Linked DNA regions of Mus musculus: region 1 is linked to region 2. Evidence: chromatin contacts called from public capture Hi-C data. All regions are on one chromosome and are shown on one strand. Each heading gives the region's core, a stretch centred on a gene start, on an enhancer-like site or on the middle of the called end of the contact. The rest is flanking DNA. Distances are from core to core; before and after follow the strand shown.

Region 1 (2,836 bases), core at 267-2,766, 320 kb after region 2:
AGGCTCATTCAATCCCCAAGGGGACTGTGACCCACAGGTTGAGGGCTGTTGCTTTATACCAATCTGAAGGCAGACATGCATCTACAAGCTGACCAATAGTAATATTCTGAGTTCTCACAAGGCAACTCTTTTGCAAAAGCACAGCATGGCCTGGAGCAATAGGCCTTTCTGTTTCAATAGCCAGGACCAAATGGCTAGGTCTAGGTGGATCCTGGAGTGCAGTCTTGGAACAGCCCACCAGGGCCTCAGTGCAGGTCTCCATGCTTTGTTCAGACATCTCCCTGCTGTGCTCCGAGAAGCTGTAGGGCACATTCATCCGCCCAGGCTCGAGGCCTTGCCTCACACTCGGCTCCTTTATCGTTTCAAGAGATTTGCACTGTGGAGGTCAAAGGGAGCAAGCCGGGCCAGGCCCCACCTCAGCACCAGCCAAAGTTGCTGTCAGCACCAGATGGAGAAATCGTCAGCCCAGCCAGGTAAGAGGCCAAGGGAAACCTCTGCCTCATCAGAAATACTTTGCATTTTTCCTCCTCTTTTTGCAGATGAGCAATGGTGAGAGATGAGTTCTGCCTTCTGAATGTGACTTCGTGGTCCATAGTGTAAGTGTGCATTATGCAGATGTTCTAAATGCATCAACACAATTCTCCAGAAAGCCCTGGAGACTAAGCTGCCTTGGGATTTTGCCACCGTAGGGTGCTCAGAGTCACACGAGCACACGGATTTACCAGTATGAAAATTATAGCAGACATCCACCAAGGCATCTGCTTTGCAAAGAACCTAAACACTAGATGCTATATCTTCTTGCATATCACCGCAGAATTAAGACTCATCTTTCTCCTTTCTGTTTATCCAGTCTGTTGGGTAAGTAGAATTGGCTAAACCAATGTTCTTCCCTTCATCAGCTCAAGTGACTTGTAGCTTCTCCCTCTTCTTTAAGGGAGGCCGTGCTGGCTCCTTGTTTTGGATGATTCTCTTGAGAGCCTTTCAAAGAGCCTGTTCTATTCTTTTTTTTCTCTCCACACAAGAACGAGTGCCATCTTCCTGCTTAGAGTGTCTTCCATGGTCTGAGGCCCACTGGAGAGCTTCCCTGGGAAACTTTTCCCCAGGTGTCTTGGGACATGAGGGAGAGAGACAAGGTAGAGAGAGGGGTGGAGGAGGGGCACCGGCTTTTATAGGAAAGTGGAGAAAACTCACCACACAGTTAATTAGAAAGTGCCATGAAGCAAGTCCAAACTTTATGGCTTTCCTAGAATTGATGACGGCTTCTAACTGGGCCTGCCCGCTCCCATGCAGGTGTGTGCAACCTCCAGGTCCATATGGTTTTTGGCTGCCCCGGGCCTCATTCTTTGTTTAGCCCAGGATCCTGTAACTGAATATCGCTTAATAACTTTTTGTAATAATGTAGCTTGAATCAGCTTCTAGGTCCAACCAACCTCTGCTTCCTACAGACTCCCGCTGTCTTCCTGGCACACCTGCAGGGAGACACAGCCCCTTGGTTGCCCCTAGGGCAATAGCTTACAATAGTCTTAGGCTTACAAAGAGGCAGCTGCGGGTTCAATGAGGGAGGAGGCCAGGGTATAGAGCTTACTCTCTAGAAGTAATTTGTTTCACTTAGGACCTGCCAGGAGGGCTGGAGTCCTGTGACTTGAAAAAAAAAAGCCAGAGTTTTTTTTACTAAAATAAAAAAAAATTATGGTAATGTATAACACACAAGCAAGCCCTGGCTTATACAATCTGATTTATAGGCACCCCTGAAGGTCCAGGTCACTTGGGAGCCCGAGAATGGTGGGGCCAGCCTTATTACCAAAGAAATTCTCTCCTTTCTCCATTTGTTGTGGTCCTGATACCCTCCCCTTCAACCCCTCTGCCCCACCTCCTTAACTAAGGGCATCACACTGGGAAAAGTCCCTTGTGGCTGCAAGTCAGACTCAGCTGGATTCCTGGTCTTAGTCCTGCAATGAGGCAAGCCTGGAGTTCCAGAAAGTGGGTGCTCATTTGATTCTTTTGGGTCTTTCTGAATTTCAGAATGTCTAAGGAGCTTTTGAAGGATACCGGTACCTGGTCTCACTGCGCTAAATAAAAAGTGTTCTGGTGAGTCCAGAGAGTCCTTGGCTGGGCAAATGATTCTCCTTGGGAACTCCCTTCAAGTAAGGTGCAGCCATGGTCACTTGTTGTGCTTTGACGTGTTTCCCTATGCCTTCTGTCCTCAGGGGTGGGGGTGGAGCTTGCTTGAGCCTATAGTGCATCCTTTGTGCCACAAAACACAAGAGCAGGTGATAGGAGGGAGGGAGGCACAAAACTGCACTTTGGTAGTTATCTAGGACTCTAAAAATAGACGCAGAATCAAGAAAGAAATAGACACATGTGTTCTGTCCCCAAAGTCCTGAGCAGGGAGCAGAGGGTCAGACATGTCCCAGAGGGTCAGCAAATGTTCCAGGAAGCCCTTACCCATGGAAGGATGCTGCCATTCAGCTGGACGGAGGCAGACTCCATGACCCTTTGGGGCTGGAGATGGAAGAACAGAGCACGGGAAGGGGTTTCACCTTTTTTGTGTTTACTCCCATCATAACGCTGATCGTGCCCAGTCCCAATCTGCACAACAGTGGCAGCTATACTAGAATTTATTTACACATGAGGACTGAAGAATCATGCTATCCATCCATTTGTATTATCTCACCACATCTGAAAAAAAGAAAGAGATAATTGATGGGTATTGATGTGTTTTATAAAACCAAGAATATGTTCTGTAGGGCACAGTATGGTGCCGTGGGAGGAGGTAACTCAGTGGGCCCATGCTGAAGCATCGTACCAGTCATATAATGGGTTTAGTATACAATAG
Region 2 (2,700 bases), core at 158-2,657:
TTTGTTTTGTTTTGTTTTGTTTTGTTTTTTTTTTTTTTGGATTTTCGAGGCTGTCCTGGAACTCACTGTGTAGATCAGGCTGGCCTCGAACTCAGAAACCCGCCTGCCTCTGCCTCTGTGCTAGGATTAAAGGCGTGCGCCGCCACGCCCGAGGTCTGAAAGGACTTTTGAGAGGTAGGGACTAGTGAGGGAGTCAGGTCTCAGAGGTTGTGTTCATTTTCTTTCCCGTTGCTACGATCAGACAAAAAGGGACAAGGGGTTCATTTTGATTTCTGTGTTCAGAAGTTTAGGTGCATCATGGCAGGAAGGCGTGGCTGAGCTCTCAGGGTAGGACAGTGTGACAGGGTCATTTTACTTCATTGTATGTTAGGGAGGAGAAGGCTTAGGTTAGTCTCAAAGGTCTCACAGAGCTGTCCTATGAGAGGCCTGGAAGGGGACACTCTGAACTTAAATCACAGTAGGGGTCCTCTCTTGAAGGACAGAGTGGGACCTCTACTCTTGTTCTTTCTGATTTTGTTTCTTCCTCATGAAATGAATGGTTTTACTCCATCCTGAGATGTTTCAAACCCCTGCCAGACATTGACATTAAAGGCCTGATGGAAACTCTGACACCGGGAGTCAGATCAAGCCCTTTCTCTTTACATGTTAATTACCTTGGGTATTAGACTGATAGAAAGCAGACAGACACACATTATAAAACTTGAAAAAAAAAAAAAAACTTGAAGCTATCACTAATAACACATCAGGGCACAGGCTATAGGATAAATGAGTGAACAACAGGGATCCCGTTCTGGGGAAAGACAGAAAAAAAAATGCCACTAAGGGAAATGGCTGAGTTTTCCAGAACTTTTAGATATTGACATCATTTAAGCGGAGTCATTACAATGAAGTCTGTGGTATATAATTGAGAATTATCCAGTTACATAGGTAACGTAGGGGTTTTTTTTTCCCTTCCCTGTTTCCTTTTCAATTGCCTGAAAAGCTTCCGATTGTCATGTTCCCTGAGCCACTTTTCAGTCCTTTTTGGCCACCCCTGCATCCCTTTAGCTTCACTTGGGAAGCCAGACGCTTAGAGCCCTCCAAGACTGGAGGCTAGGGACTCCAAATCCTAATTCTTACGGACCCATCATTGCCTGGCTACAGTGATCAGTGACATCAGAAGTTGTTACATGGAAAGTTTACAGCGCTCTTAGCTGAAATGAGCAGACTGGGCAGGCGCGCTGCAGAGTCTGGAGAGAGAAGGCCATTCATTATAAGACATCCGGGAAAAGCTGGAGAAAGATTAGACCGGCCCCTCTCCTCCCTCCTAGCCATCTTCCAGGCTTCAGACAAGCATCTTTCCCTCCTACATGCAGTCCTTGGCTTTCGCTGGACCTCTCACCCTGCTCACGGCCACAGCTTGTAGCGCGTTCTTACTCCTACCCACAATCCCATCTTGTCCTGTTGTACTAAGCCCCATGAGAGCTCCGAGGGCTTATCCAGTTTACTTCTCGCCATTTCGCCAGTACCAAGACCAGAAAGAGGCCTGGTATGCACTGGGTGCCGAATAAATATTTGTTTAATGGATGAATTTTTCCGGTGTGATCTAAACTAGAGAAAGAACTCTTGGCACAGAACCAAATACTGATAGCTCTGTAACCTACTAAACGCTTTATTATTTTTTTCCTTTAGATTTTTCATTCCAGCTTCACACACACACACACACACACACACACACACACACACACACACACACACACACACACACTCATGCACTCACGGACGCACGAACGCAAGCACGCAAGCACGCAAGCACACATACACGTACTTACGCAAACCCTGCAGGTACAGGTGCATGTTCTTTGATTTCTTTAGCACTCACTAAGTTCAAGAAGATTGTACTTGGCCTGAGTGATGAAAACAGGCTTCGCTTTAGGCAGACATTTGAAACCCCAACTAAGCGCCTTTTAAAGCCCCTTAGAAAACCAAATGCATGCAAATAGCGCTTTCCTGAAAACACAGGTTAGCACACATTAAGAAACGACCGCAAGCCAGGCGGGCTTTCTGGAGACGCTCTCCCCCTCCCCCAGGCTCGGTTTTCTGAGATTCCTAATCAATGCTCCCACTTAGCATATCTGTCATTCTGAAATCCCCACTTCCTTGCCTTTTGTAAACTCAAAATTCTTGGAATTCAACTTAGAGGCCCAAAGCACCTTGTACTTCTTTGCACTTAACAGTTATTGAGCACGTGGCTAGGAGCTGACCCGAGTGCAAACGGAGAGATTTTAATCTTTCAAATGAGATTGCACCTGCACTCTGAGGAAGCTAAAGGGAGTTTACAGGATGATTAGCTCATGGTCTAGTTGGGACTTCGGGTCCTTGTGAGGAAGTCCTTGGCCTGGTAAGTCTTAAGCACCGACTCTCTCTCTCTCTCTCTCTCTCTCTCTCTCTCTCTCTCTTAGGAACGTTTCATGAAAATAACTGTACACTGTTTGAATGAAGAAATGAGAGGGCATCTTCTCAGAAGCTGAGGTAGTCTTTCTTCTGTAATGAGCTTTGAGTAGCAGAGGGATAAAGCATTGGTCTTCCAAATATAACAAGGAGGACAAATGAAAATATAAAAGAGAGATTTGAGATGGAAAAAAAAGAAGAAAATAAGAGAGATAAGAAAAGAAGAAACAGCTAAACGTGTGCCTACCCTTTTATGGAACTTTTCAGGGA

The links. Capture Hi-C pulls out chosen DNA fragments and counts their contacts.
Region 1: a contact with region 2 is called in a capture Hi-C map of embryonic stem cells, with 6 times the contacts expected there. The contact joins two enhancer-like sites. A contact is called at or near these places in 4 of 39 promoter capture datasets (the C10 cell line, cranial neural crest, liver and 1 more), 1 of 15 datasets of contacts at CTCF or cohesin (the NIH/3T3 cell line), 2 of 484 Hi-C or Micro-C datasets (Sertoli cells and bone marrow-derived macrophages), 7 of 115 datasets of contacts at active chromatin or transcription factors (embryonic midbrain, embryonic stem cells, pancreatic cancer cells and 1 more) and 1 of 9 other capture datasets (embryonic stem cells).

What each region holds. Positions count from the first base shown.
Region 1 is chr13:97,600,010-97,602,845 of GRCm38.p6, forward strand. Gm34087 (a long non-coding RNA gene) reads right to left here. Exons shown (of 5, transcript XR_873831.2): 5 at 2,601-2,679. Among named protein-coding and RNA genes, the nearest start is that of Gm34087, 21 kb to the right of the region's middle. Within about 2 kb of position 1,517, at least 9 of the 459 cell types and tissues checked have an H3K27ac peak or open chromatin away from gene starts, as enhancers often do. A contact at or near this core is called in embryonic stem cells, where this site is marked.
Region 2 is chr13:97,280,909-97,283,608 of GRCm38.p6, forward strand. No RefSeq gene overlaps it. Among named protein-coding and RNA genes, the nearest start is that of Gm33390, 17 kb to the right of the region's middle. Within about 2 kb of position 1,408, at least 31 of the 459 cell types and tissues checked have an H3K27ac peak or open chromatin away from gene starts, as enhancers often do. A contact at or near this core is called in embryonic stem cells, where this site is marked.